Regions from separate parts of the Mus musculus genome. Here region 2 is linked to region 1. A link is a contact called in public Hi-C data. All regions are on one chromosome and are shown on one strand. The core of a region is the stretch at or near the end of the contact, and the rest is flanking DNA. Distances in the headings are between cores, read along the strand shown. Region 1 holds the start of Cyp46a1 (cytochrome P450, family 46, subfamily a, polypeptide 1). Region 2 has its middle 28 kb from the start of Eml1.

Region 1 (6,583 bases), core at 1,266-3,765:
AGGTCCCTGTTTCCAAGTTCCTGCCTTGATTTCCCCAGATGATGAACTGTAGCCTGCAAAGTGAAGTAAACCCCTTTCTCCCCAAATTCCCTTTGGTCATGGTGTTTTATTATAGCAACAGTAGAAGCAAACTAAGACAGATGGCCCTTAAAACATTGTCCTAAGTGAAAGAAGGCAGACACAAAGGGCTCCAGGTTGTAAGCCTCCATTCATATGAAGTATCTAGTACAGGCCACCCATGGAGACAGATGCAGACCAGTGCTAGGGATGCCTGGGCAGGCAGACAGGGCGTTCTTGACAATGGATACAGGATTTCTTCTTGGGGGTGAAAGAAACGTTCTAGAATTACTGCTGATGGTTATGCAACTCTGTAGCTCAGCTAAACACTTTCAAAGGGTAGATTTTAAAAGTATGCACATTATATCCTTTTCTTTCGTCTTTTTATTCTTCCTTCCTTCCTTCCTTTCAGAGAAAGTGAGCAGCCCTGCCTTCTCCAATCAGGTCTGAAAGGTCCAAAGCCCATAGGTTTAGAAGACATTGTCAGAACAATAGATGCTTGCTCACTTCTAAACTGTGGATGGATGGCTTGGAGACAGAACCTAGAAATTCCACCATCCAACTTGGAATTTGTGCATGTGCCAGATTCTGCTGGGAGAGACATCAAGGCTACCACAGTGACTGAGACAAACACTTAACAAGAGGTGGCACGGTGACTTAAGGGGCTATAGGTCCAACAGAAGGGCCCCCTCCCTAAGGAGTTAGCATAGCCTTAAGCCAAGCCATGCAGTCCTGGAGAAGGCCTGTTTAGGAGGAGTGAAAGTTGTAAGTGCTAAACAAGGCAAGGGGGGGGGTGTCCAAGGGAGACCCCCAAGGTCAAAAGGAGGGCAGAGACACAAGGGAGAGAAGAGTGGCCTCCCCATGTCTCCAGCCACAGGGGTCACTCGGGTCCACAAACAGGAATTCAGGCTGCTGTACTGGAGATGGTACCTTCCAGAATGTTCATATCCAGAGGTCTTTAAGAAATGTGTCTAATACCTTTGCTTATTTATTTATTCATTCAACAGATATTTATTTATTGAGCAATTAAGTGCAACATGCCAGGCCCTGGAGGTATGACACAAGCAAACCCAACATCTCTGCCCTATTTGGGCTCACATTTTAGCATGGGGCAATCAACAGGTGGGAAAAAAGGTGACTCCAGGGGTAGCCTTAAAATTACCGGGGCTGGGCAGGCTTCACATAGAGGGATTGGGACAGCCTGTTTGATATGAGAACAAGAAAATACCACTCACAGGCCAGAGAAGGTGAATGGGGAGAGCCAATGGAGAGATGTAGGGGACAGGCAGGCTTAGGGCAACCGTAGTATGCAAAGGGGGCAAGAGGGGACAGGTACTAAGTTGCCTGTGAACTTAGTAGTAGCTTGCTAGCTGTGTGGTATGGTTCATGTGAAACGGGATTTTTCAACTCTGAAGTGATGGGAAGCCCTTGGGACACTTTCATTACACATCTACTCTAAGCTTCAAAAAGCTCTTGCCAGGTATAGTGGCACAGGCCTTTAATCCCAGCACTCAGGAGGCAGAGACAGGCAGATCTCTCTGTGAGTTTTGAGGTCAGCCTGGTCTATAGTGAGTTCCAGAACATCCAGGGTTTTGAAGAGAAACCTTGTCTCCAAAAAAAAAGGGGGGGGGGTGAGAAAAGGAATAAGAAAGAAAAGGAAAAGAAAGGTAAGCTTTTGATGGGAGCCATTGGTAAAGTGGCCAAAAACGGAATGGAAATACTGAGGACAAATGGAATGTCCCAGGACAGAAACACAGAAACAGAAAAACGTGACGGGAGTACAGTGTTCAGTATTTGGACAGGTTGGCCCTGTCCAAGTCCTAAAGTTAGCAGCGTCCACTTCGAAAGCAGCCTAACCTGGGTTTAAATCTAGGCTTACCAACTGTGTGACCTTGGCAGGTGACTTCCCCGCGTGCGCCTCAGTCTGCAGGTCTGAACGATGGGGTAACAGCAGCGCTTACCTGACAGGACTGTAGCTGCCGACACATTTGTGCGGCCCAGCCAAGCGCGGTGGGCGCCCAGCAGCTGCTGCGGCTGTGAGTAATTTGTTACTAAGAATAGTTAGCGCCCCTCTCCGGGCCTGCGTCTCCGGGCTGGCCGTGCGTACAAGACGAGGCTGGACCCCCGTCCTGGGCGCTGGCTCTGACGCGGTCCCCAGACCCCGCGATCGAGAGCCCCAGCCAGGCCCCCGCCCCCACCCCCCGCTCACCTGGGCCGCGGCGGCCCGGGGATGTGCTCATAGCGGCTGCGAGCGCGATGCACGAAGGTGCAGCAGAGGCCGAAGGCGAGCAGGACGGCGCTGCCGAGCAGCAGCAGCCCGGGGCTCATGGCTCGTGGTCGGCGCCGGTGCAGAGGGGGCCGGAGGCTGCGACCGACTAGCTGTCAGCGCTGCGCGCCGCCTCGGCCCCAGGCCCCGCGCTCACCAGCACCGCCCCCGCCGCTCGGCTCCGCCCCCGCTGGCTCGACCCCGCCCCGGGCACGCGGACCCGCCAACCACGTCTCCGCCTCCAGCCCTAGCTCTCAGGACCCGCCCCCGCACGGCCACGCCCTCTTTGAGGCCCAGCCCCAGCCGCCACGCCGTTCCCGCCCAGAGCGATAAGTATTCACCAATCACAACCTGGCTTTTGGCTCAGACTTTGAGGCCACGCCCCTTCTACCCTCTCTTGAGCTCAGACTCCACCCCGAAGTCGCCCCGCCCAGAACGCGTTGTCCTGGCAACCTCGCTTCCTGGGCGCAAGCTGCCCAGGCGGCGGCGCAAATCCCGTCCGCTGGCTCCGCCCCTTTGGCCTCGCCAACTGTCTCTCCGCGTGCAGTGCCAGGCCTCTTCCTTTCTCGTGCAAACCTTCTGAAAACCCTTTCCCAGCCCTCCAATCCCCGTCTTGCGCTGACTGTTCTCAAACATCTCCCTGAAACCTTAGCGCCCCAAAGTTAGTCAATCCCAAATGTCCTCGCGCTGCGCCTTCATTGCAGGTCGGTGCAAGCCTTGCGCCCGCTGTGTGCCAGCGTCCGCCCGGAGGCGGAGGACAAGATCCTAGCAGGATGCAGGAGTTCCTGGGCCCGGGAAAACCATAATCCTGAGTATGGGTGATGGTCCATAGGAATGTGCTGGGCTGTGCTCCGCCTTCTCACCCGGTGGAAGCGCAAAGTGCTCCTCACTTCCGAGTTTCAGTTCCCGTGGGGGACGCTCAGATAGGCCTGCAGTGGATGGGAGGGCCAGATGTGCGCTCTCCTTGACTAGATAAAGAGCCTCGGGATTGGGGAGTGGGGGCTCTGAAGACCTCGAGAGAAGGTCGGTTTCTGACTACTCCGAGACCTTGGTTAGGTCCTGGAGGGGTCTGAAGACAGAAAAACAGGAAAAAAGTGTGGACCGTGTGCCTACATTTCCGGGTATACAGGACCAGCCCCCGGGAGGGACATATCAGGGATCCGTGAGCTGCAGGTGACGGGGAGAGCTTTAGGAGCTGTGCTTGATTTCGGTCTGGAGAGGCCACCTCAGCCTGAACAAGACGGGAAGCCAAGCATCCAACCGGGGACTGGCCTCTGAGTGGCATTAGGGGGATGTGGCTTGCCACCGCGCCCCCGTGTGGTAGCGAGCGGCAGTCGCATGTGCGCAACAGGGACCTCCCGTGGCCCTGCTTGGGGGCAGAGGAAGGTCAGCCAGTTTAGTTTAGCCATTTGTGAAAGCTCCTGAATTGAGAGGAGATGAAGGCATGAGACTGCGAGGAGGGTGTAGACTTCTTGCGTGCTTTTAGGCGAGTTAAAGAGAGTAGACAGCAAAGACCGTGGGGCATCGTGGTGCTCACAGGAGAAAGGATCAAAAGTTCGAGGCTAGGTGGATATGGTGGGTGATACACACCTTGAATCTCAGCACTGGGAAGGCAGACCAGGCCAAGACTATACAGAAACCCTGTCTCAAAAATAAAATATTTTAGGCCTTCAGAGTTCAAGGCTAGTCTGAGCAACTTAAGACCCTGTCCTAATTTTTTTTCTTTTTTCTTTTTTTTTAAGGGTTAGCAATCTGGCTTAGTGGTAAGGTGCTTGTTTGTAAACACACAATACAAGGTCCTGGGTTCAATTTCCAATACTGGGAGGGTGGTGTGCAGAGCAGAGAAGCATGGCATGGTCACTTTAGGAGGGTGTTATGACCCCTCACCCTGAGCTTAGCAGATATCCTAAGCTGTGTGGACTTAACTTTGTGTCAGGACTCAGAACAGAGAGAGACTCCCTGGAGGCAAGGCCTGATTCCAATGGACTCTGGGCACAGTCTGAGATGCTCCACACAGGACAGACTAAGGAAAGGGAAAGGTAATAATATTCTCTGACACATCAGGCAACTCTAGTGACCTCTGGCTTGGCAGGGCCCCTCACCCCACCCTTTCTGCCCCTCTTCCTGGCTGGAGTGTGTCAGTGGCATCCTGTCCCAGATCCCACATCCACTCTGTTTGTGTCTCCATGCCCATGACGCTCCTAACTAACTCTCCTATAGTTAGCTGTGCGACACAAGCTGCTGCTCATGCAGACCCTATGTCCCAGAAAGTTAATAACCAAAATTTATTAGCAAGTGGTGTGTGTTTGTATGTGTGCGTGTGTGCGCGCGCGTGCTTGTGTGACAGAAAAGGGTATCAAATACTCTCTTGCTCTCACCACCTCTTCCTTTGAGACAGAGTCTCTCCCTGAACCTGGGACTCAGATTTTCTCTTCTAGGCTAGAATTCAGCAATGGCCAGCAATCCTGTCTCCATTCCCTCTTGGAGCTGAGGTTACAGATGTGAACGGTGTGTTAGGTGGGCACTGGGATCATTGTGCAGTAAGAACTCTTAACTGCTGAGTCACCTCTCCAGCCCTATGTATGTGGCGGAGGTGCCCATGCACTTGGAGATCAAAAAACACAGCTGTAGCTGTCGGTTCTTAGCTGCTTCTTATTTTCAGAGACAGGGTCCCTCTTTGGCCTGGAACTAGCCTAGGCTAGCTTGCCAGTGATCTCCCATGGGCTTGCTGAGCTCCAACTCCCATCTTACCATTGCTGGAATTTCACATGTGCACCACCACAACAAACCCCATAAAAGTTACTGTCATTAATGTTTTTATCAAGTATTTGTGTATTTTTATGTGCATTCTGGGGTCAAAACTTTACCCACAGAGTCGTCTCTCCAGCCCTGGCATTTTATATTGGCTGCATGTTAAAATATTTTGAATATGTTAGATTAAATAAAATATATCAAAATGAAGATGGACTAGAGAGATTGATTGGCAGTTAAGAGCACTGGCTGCTCTTCTAGAGGACCCAGGTTTGATTCCCAGCACCTACATGGTGGCTCATAACCATCTGTAACTCCAGTCCCTGAGGTTCTGATGCCCTCTCTGGCCCCAGAAGACACCAGGCACATGAGTGGTGCACACACATGCATGTATGTAAAACATCAATACACATAGAATATAGTTTGTTTATTTGTTTGTTTGAGACAGGGTTTGTGTGTGTGTGTGTGTGTGTGTAGCCTTGGCTGTAGACCAGGCTGGCCTGGAACTAACTGAGAGATTCGTCTGTCTCCTGAATGCATCATTTCTTAGTCAGAATTTCTATTCCCACACAAACATCATGACCAAGTAGCAAGTTAGGGAGGAAAGGATTTATTCAACTTTTACTTCCACGTTGCTGTTCATCACCAAAAGAAGTCAGGGCTGGAACTCAAACAGGTCAGGAAGCAGGAGCTGATGCAGAGGCCATGGAGGGATGCTCCTTACTGGCTTGCTTTCCCTGGCTTGCTCAGCTTGCTTTCTTATAGAACCCTTGCTCACTAATTGAGAAAATGCCTTACACGATGCTTCTGCCAACTACCGCTGTAGATGTTCCCTGTCTTAGCTAGGGTTTGTATCGCTATGACAAAACACCATGACCAAAAGCAACTTCAGGAGAAAAGCGTTTATTTAAACTTACATCCTCTAGTTCCTCATCCAGGGAAGTCAGAGCAAGAGCTCAAATCAGGAACCTGGAGACAAGAACTGATGTTGAGGCCATGGAGGAGCACTGCTTACTGGCTTGCTCCCTGCCGCTTCCCTTTGGTGGTTTGTTCAGCCTGCTCTGTTATACCATCCAGGACCACTGAGCCATAGATGGCACCACCACAGTGGGCTGGACCCTTCCTCGTCAATCATTCCTCAAGAAAATGCCCCACAGGCATTTCCCACATGCCAATGTGGTGGGTGTATCTTCTCAACTGAGGTTCCCATTTCTCGAATGACTCTAGCTAGTGTTAACCTGACATTAAAAACTAGGCAGGGCATCCCTCCATGCGTACCATTTCCCAGCAGGAACTACTGAGGGCATGTAGCAAAGGGGATCTAGAGGTACCGCCTGAGGAAAGATAAGGATGGGGGAAGCACTGAGAAATGGATCTCAGTTCTCCAAAGCCCTGGACATCGATGTACAGCCACTGTGGGGATGGAGAGAGGGATGGTGACGTTGGGAGTGTTGGGGGCAGGATGACATGATCTAACAGCAGAGGTATCTGGCATGCAGCCAGTTCTGC
Region 2 (6,583 bases), core at 2,759-5,258, 60 kb before region 1:
CTTGGCAGTGTTCGAGCCCCGGGTTTATACTTACTGAGCATAATTCAGTAACTATGGGATGGGCCTACATCCTAGCTGCCCAGCCATGCAGTAAGTTAGTGAGACACACTCCCAGGCGTCTGTCCCAGAAAGGACCTTACTAGCACTGGTGACTCTCACATGTGATTGGGGGTGAAGATGGCCAGGTTGTTTTCAAGTTCTCTTAAAGAGAGCAGGGTTATTGAATTCTATTAAAGCCAGGGGGAGGAGGGACCAGGCAATAGTGGTCATTGGTTACCAAGGAGACACAGAACTAATGATGGTAGGAGGGAGATGGTAGTCACACCCTCTGAACAGTGACTTCCAAACAGACTGCTTAGTAAGACTGACATGACAGAGGCGGAGAGTTGCAGGCAGAAAGCCACCTTGTTTGACTTCAGGTTCCACAGTCCTGAACACAGCAGCAACTGAGCAACATGTGGCTGTGGCTGTGGCAGTGAAGGAAGGAAGAAGGAAGGAGCCCTTTGATGGAGAGATTCCCAAGTGCAAAGACTGTAACTGTTTTCATTTTTTCTTTTCCCCACTTAATTGTCTGGAGAGATCCTGGCTTGTTACTCACATTCGGAATGCCCCCTCCACCCCCAACCCAATAGAATGGTTTAAGCCCAGCCCACAACTCTTAATCCATCACTTTACACTGCATCTGAAGGCAGCTTTCTCAAACCCTGCTGCAGAAGAGGAAGGCCAAAGCTGGATTGCTAAGGAAGACAGTTGTCCCCTCTCTGGGTGCAGCCCAGTTTATGTGTACCATGCCCTGTCTCTCTCTCTAGATTCCTGGGCGGGTTGAATGAAAAGAGATGTGAGTGTCCATACCTCTGACTGTGCATAGCAGCAACAGTGTTGAAGTCACCCGGGAACACACATAAAGAATTGAGACCTGCCATCCAGGACTAGGCTCCAATAGAGAGTCATCAGAATCAGTGAAATCCAGAAAGTTGAGCTGGTAGAGGAAGGCCCACTGAGGAGAGCCATGCCCCCAGCATGCATGCTACCCAGCCAACACTGCCCGATCGTGTGCCATCGGTGTGCACATAAAGGGCAGAGAAAGAGAGAAGGCCAATGCTGGCCCTTCTCCCGTTGGCGCCTCTCCCTAACACAGGCACTGGCTGATCTCTTCCTCATGGTTCTGCTAGAATCGGGGTCCTACCCTGACCCCAAGCCCAGCACTGATTCTGTAGCACCTGGCCACCTATACCTGAGATGCTCTAGTTTGGAGAACACGTGAAACACACACACATCTGGTTGGCAGCTGTGACCTGTGGGGTGACTGTAAGATCAAGAAAGAGACTTCAGCATCTCAGATGCCCTATTCCCTAAACAAATACAGCCACTGGTATCCATTGGCCATCAGTGTAGCCACAGCCAAGGAAAGCCCAGTGGCTCCACAGCCAGAGTTCTGGCCTGACTTAACACGCCCCTCAAGTCTATTGTGATGGGAGGGAGGGATGTATGTGCTTGTGAGCAAGCCTTCTGTCGCCTGGGGCGAAAAATCACTCAGCCCTGCTTAGCCTCTCCCAGAGAAGACATGGAATGCATAATTGATGGGCCAGTCTATGAATATTCATGAGCCCATTGCCTTCCAAGGCCAGTTGCCTCTGTGAAGGCTCCTCGCATAATGAGTCACTGTGAGTGTGACTAAGACTCAGAGAGGCCTCCAGTCCTCAACATCACTACTGGGCTCTGAAACTCACTTTGAAGAAAACCCCTCAAACTGTGCCTGCCTGTGCTAAAATGTGGGAGAGCCAAAGAATGAGCCTTCCTTCCCCCCCACCCCCACCCCACCCCCGTGGGCCCTGGACCCTAAGGTTGCCCAAACTGGGGCTCAAGAAGAGCATTTTAGGGGATGCTGAGTCTCTTCTCCCAAAGCAATCCCTATGAAGGTGGGTGAAATTCCATGCTCTTCATGGCGACACAGAGCCTGGAGACAGACAAACTGTTCAGTCTCAGATCCCACAGCATTCAGACTGAGGTTACTGGCCTCAGCCTTTCCATCCAGATGACTGTGGCTCTAAGATGTACTTGCCACGGGCTTCTGAGACTGGGTGAGTCTCTCTCTGTGCATCGTGGCTAATGCCAGAGTTTTAAAGGGGGAGGGAGGGTTGCCTTTCTTAATGACCTAGAAAACATATGAATCTCATAGTAAGTAGGACCCTAGGCTCTAAAGAAATATAGCAATGTTATCATTTGCCATATCCCCACTGTGTGCCAGGCAGCGGGGCACAGTAGCTGAGCACAGGCACGGGTTTTCTTCCTTGAACCGCTCTCCACCTTGTTTATTGAGACAGAGGCTCTCACTGACACTGGAGCTCACTGACTGGCTAGGCTGGCCGGGCAGCTGTGTGCCAGGCATCTGCCTGCATCCACTCCCCCTCCCCCACTCCAGCACTGAAGTGACAGTGACTGTGCCAGGATTTTACAGGAATGCTGTGGATCCTAGCATGGGCCCTCCCTTGTGCTTGCCCAGGTTTCCTTCCTGCTCCTGGGGCGGAGGAGAGGGAGCGATCCTGTCCTTTCTTCTTTGGTAGGCAAACATTCACAAACCCTCTTAAGCAAGTCCACGTTTTATTGAGGAAGCGTCAGGACTTTGGGAGCATTAGTGCCAGTTGAGTTTGGATTTGCGAATGGAAGAAACCTAAAAGTTTTCCCAAACTCGTCACAACCCAATTAAAACGTTACCCATGAAACCCAAGACAATGATTCACAGACTGTTCCATCAGGTGCTCCTCGCCGCAGGCGTTTCACACGTGATTCAACTCTGATATATATTTTTTTCTCATTAAATGCTAAACAGCACACTTCCTATCACAGTGAAGGAATATTTTAAAAGCCTCATTGCCTCTGAACATGTGTGAGAATTTTCAGTGTATACGCATATAAGTGTGTGTTCATGGGTGTCTGTCCTGTGGGGACATTCGTCTGTGAGGATTCGGGATATATGCACGGGTGTGGTTTTGTGGCCATGTGTGTGCTGGGCCCCGGGCCCTAGCTGGTTAGATGGTTCAGAATCACTGTTGTGCAATCCTGTGGCATTCTGCACATGCCCACTTCACACAGGGCCCTGAAAATCCTGCAGCTAAGATGGGTGTGTGAGTATCTTCCTGCACACTCACGTGGGCACGGGCCTACAAGTATCTAACGTGGATGGCCATTGCCTGTGTGTTCTTGGAGTTCAGACTCTGGTAGGGGTTTGAGAAAGTGACTTGCAAGGGGAATAGAGTTTCCATAAAAGATCCAAAAGGGGCCAGAGAGGGCTTATTCTCTCTCTGAAGGTGCTTGCTGAGAAGGCTAATGAGCTGAGTTCAATCCCCTGGATTCACTGAGTGGAAAGCAATGACTCCTTTAGATTGGTCTCTGATCTCCACACATGCTCCAGGCCATAGCATCCCCACCAGTGTACGCACACACACATACCATACGGTAAATTAAAAATTTTAATTATTTTTAGTGTCCAATATTTTAGTGTCCAAATAAAGTGTCCAATGGCACTTAAGAGTGAAGATCGCTGACATTAGGGGAGCACACAGACTCTCCAGCCCAGAATATGACCCTTTTGTCATTACTGTTTTGACACAGGGCCTCGCCGTTGTTGCCCATGCCAGTCTTGAATTCCAAGGGTCAAGATGTCTTCCTAGTTCACCCTCATGGTAGTTGAAACTAAGATAGTATTACACCTGGCTTCAACATGACATTTGAATAAGCGCCCTGGACCAGTCATCTTTAATGTCTTAGCTTTTAGGCTTCATCTGGAAAGGCCAATAAAGCAGGCACCCTTTAGAAATGTGCTTAGAATTTTACACAGATTAAAACTACATGACCAACCACTCTGTGATCTTACATCCTGATTCCCAGAGGCCACAAACCCACCAGGAATCTGAGGTCAATGATGAGCTGCTAACCCCAGGAAGTCCAGCCACAGGCCTCCCTCAACCTCTGCCTGGGCCTCCAGCCAGCCAGTGACTCACAGTGGGGCTGGACGGAGTGGCCTGGCCAGTCAGCCTGCTATCTCCCACAAGTCTGTGTGAGGGAGGGCCAGGCCAGGCCTTGCAGCCTGTGATTTCTTCTTTGGTGTAGTTATACTGCTTGAGTCTTCCACCCCTGAACCCCTACATCAGACGTGCTTAGCACTGTGCGGTGTTCTCTCCCAGGCCCTGATGGCATCGGGGGTGTTGTTCCTGGCAGCATAGGTAAGAACCTTTGGTATACAAATCTAGGACCCACACATGCTCACAGGTTCCTTGGGACTCCGAGGTGTCCCCAGCACAGCGCCACTCCCTGATTCTATTTTCTTAGAAACCACCCCAGAGTCAAGATGAGCTTTGTAAAGCTCCCTGACTAGCTGACAGGGTGCAGAGCAAGAGGTGAGGGGCTTGGTGCCTTATTCTGCCTCTTGTCAGAGGGTAACTGCCCAGGTCAGTGGCACTCTAGAGTCTGTTCCTTCGTGGCTACAATACCCTTGTGCTGAGCATCTCAACTTCCACCCGGTCTTCACAGGTGATCATATGTGCACTTGGCTCCCAGCCCAGCCTCCCGGGAGGCTAGCAATGGAGTGACCAATTCACACCCACCCCTAGGCATCTCCTGTGCACAGGGCATTGCACCAACTCTGGGAGCCAACCAAGGATGAGGCCCAAGGACACACTACCTGTAGGATTTGAGATGTAACAATGTAGCCTTCACAGTAACTCCCGCAGTACAGACACCTTAGCTACTATGGACCCCTTGGCTGCTCTGGACCTCAGACTCTCAGGCTACCTAAGGCTGCCTCTCTCTGCTTCGCCCCCCTCCCCAGCTCAAAACACAAAAGGGTGGCTGGGGTTCTGGTGCCAGCCTTTCTATATTATTCATGCCTCCCTTCGGCTGCCAGCAGGGACCTGGCCCAGAGGCCCTGCTTTGCCAGGAAAGATAAGGACACCTGACTTGGCTTGTGTTGTCCCTCCTGTTCCTGCAAGAACAGTGACAAAAGCCTGTTGTTCCTGGCCCCGTGCAGGAAGCCCGACCTCCTCCTCCTCGGGAGAGAGAGATCAACCATTAGTGAGATTGCAGCCGGTTAGGTTTACAGCTCTTTCCCACCTGTCCTCTCCTGCAATGCAGGGAAGGCCTAGAGGCAGGTGCCTGCTGGCCCAGGGGATGCAGGGGTTTGATGAAGCACCTCTTATATACTGGGCTTCATTTGCATGGCTTGGAGAAGGCTCTACAGAAACTTGTGGAGTTTTATATATCCCAAGTACAAGGTAGGGAAACTGAAGCTGTGGGGGCTGAAGGACTGCACAACTGGCCAGCGGCTCAGCCAGTGGTGACCGTGCAGATGCCAAGCTGAGTCACCCAGCCTCAGAACAAGACTAGGAAAGAGTGAGTCCATGCCCACCCACGCCTCTGTCCTGAATACACTCCAGTCAAACAGAGGTCCATAGCACAAAGCAAAAATGCAAGGCCACCAATGGGAACCCCCGAGGTCATCCTGTAGCCACTGCCTCACCCCCTTGTCCTCAGCACAAGGAGCCAGGCAGGCCACGCCTAGAAGTCTGACAGAGCCCACCTACAGGGCCCACAAGGATCACGCATGCCACTGTGGCAGAAGGCAGGGTGGAGGGACAGGGGCTCTGCCAAGCTGGTGACACTGCTGCCTGCCATGAAGCTACCGGGATGTCATGTCTCCATGTAGGGGTGCCTGGACAGCAGCAAGCTTGTTCATGCCCTGTGGCTTCACATGCCCGGTTTCAGAAACACTTCAGAGACTACCAATTGCGGCTTCCTTCCCATTTACAAATCAGTCCACTGAAGCCCAGGGAGAGGATGTTGAACACAGAGGCCCTGGTGTGGTAGTTAAGGGGCAGGGGGCACTCAGACTCTGGTTTAGTAGGCATACCTAATGGGAAGCTCTGTGGCCCACAACCCTGCAGCCAAACCCTGGACTAGCCCCACTGCCGAACACAGCCTTCCAGCTTCAGTGACTAGCAGAGAGCCTTCCTGAAAGGCTTTGAAGAAACATTAATGATCAAGAGGTGAATATAACAATTCTGAACCTACTGTGTGTCAGGTACTGGGGAGAGAAGAGAATCAATCAGACCATGCCTTAGGCAGTACCATCTGGGAGGGACAGCAGCCCCAGAGGAAGTGATGGGCTATCACAACACTAAAGAGGACCGTCCCCATCAGGAAAGGAAAAGCAGAGGGAAGAAGTCACCTGGAGTGACCTGGCAACCCAGCAAGAGGGGCCTGCCCTGGCAGTCGCCAGGAGATGAGAACGGTCTGTTGGCCCCAGCTGCTGGAAGAGTTTAGTGTCCTTAACTGCTGCTTTGAGGAGATACCCTGACAACTCCGTGGAGAAAGGCAGATGTAGGCCTACGCACAGCTCATTTTCTTCATTTAACACGGGCCGCAGCCCAGCCCAGGTGGTCCCTCACCATTAAAATGGGTTTTCCCACCACAGGTAATGTAAGCAAGACGATCCTTCACAGATGGGTGTAGAGGCTGTCTCCCGGATGATTCAGGTTCTGTCAGGATGACAATTATCACTGAGGGGCACGGAGGATGGAGGAGCAGC

The links. A called contact is a pair of places that touch in the nucleus more often than the background predicts.
Region 2: a contact with region 1 is called in a Hi-C map of muscle stem cells, with 2.4 times the contacts expected there. The contact joins the enhancer-like site here to the promoter of Cyp46a1 in region 1. A contact is called at or near these places in 1 of 15 datasets of contacts at CTCF or cohesin (the NIH/3T3 cell line), 2 of 484 Hi-C or Micro-C datasets (both in muscle stem cells), 1 of 115 datasets of contacts at active chromatin or transcription factors (pancreatic cancer cells) and 1 of 9 other capture datasets (adipose tissue).

The regions. Positions count from the first base shown.
Region 1 is chr12:108,330,248-108,336,830 of GRCm38.p6, reverse strand. Cyp46a1 (cytochrome P450, family 46, subfamily a, polypeptide 1) reads right to left here and starts at 2,515. Exons shown (of 15, transcript NM_010010.2): 1 at 2,267-2,515. The coding sequence starts at 2,385.
Region 2 is chr12:108,391,271-108,397,853 of GRCm38.p6, reverse strand. It overlaps a transcript of Eml1 not described here. Among named protein-coding and RNA genes, the nearest start is that of Eml1, 28 kb to the left of the region's middle. Within about 2 kb of position 4,008, at least 129 of the 459 cell types and tissues checked have an H3K27ac peak or open chromatin away from gene starts, as enhancers often do. A contact at or near this core is called in the NIH/3T3 cell line, adipose tissue, muscle stem cells and 1 more, where this site is marked.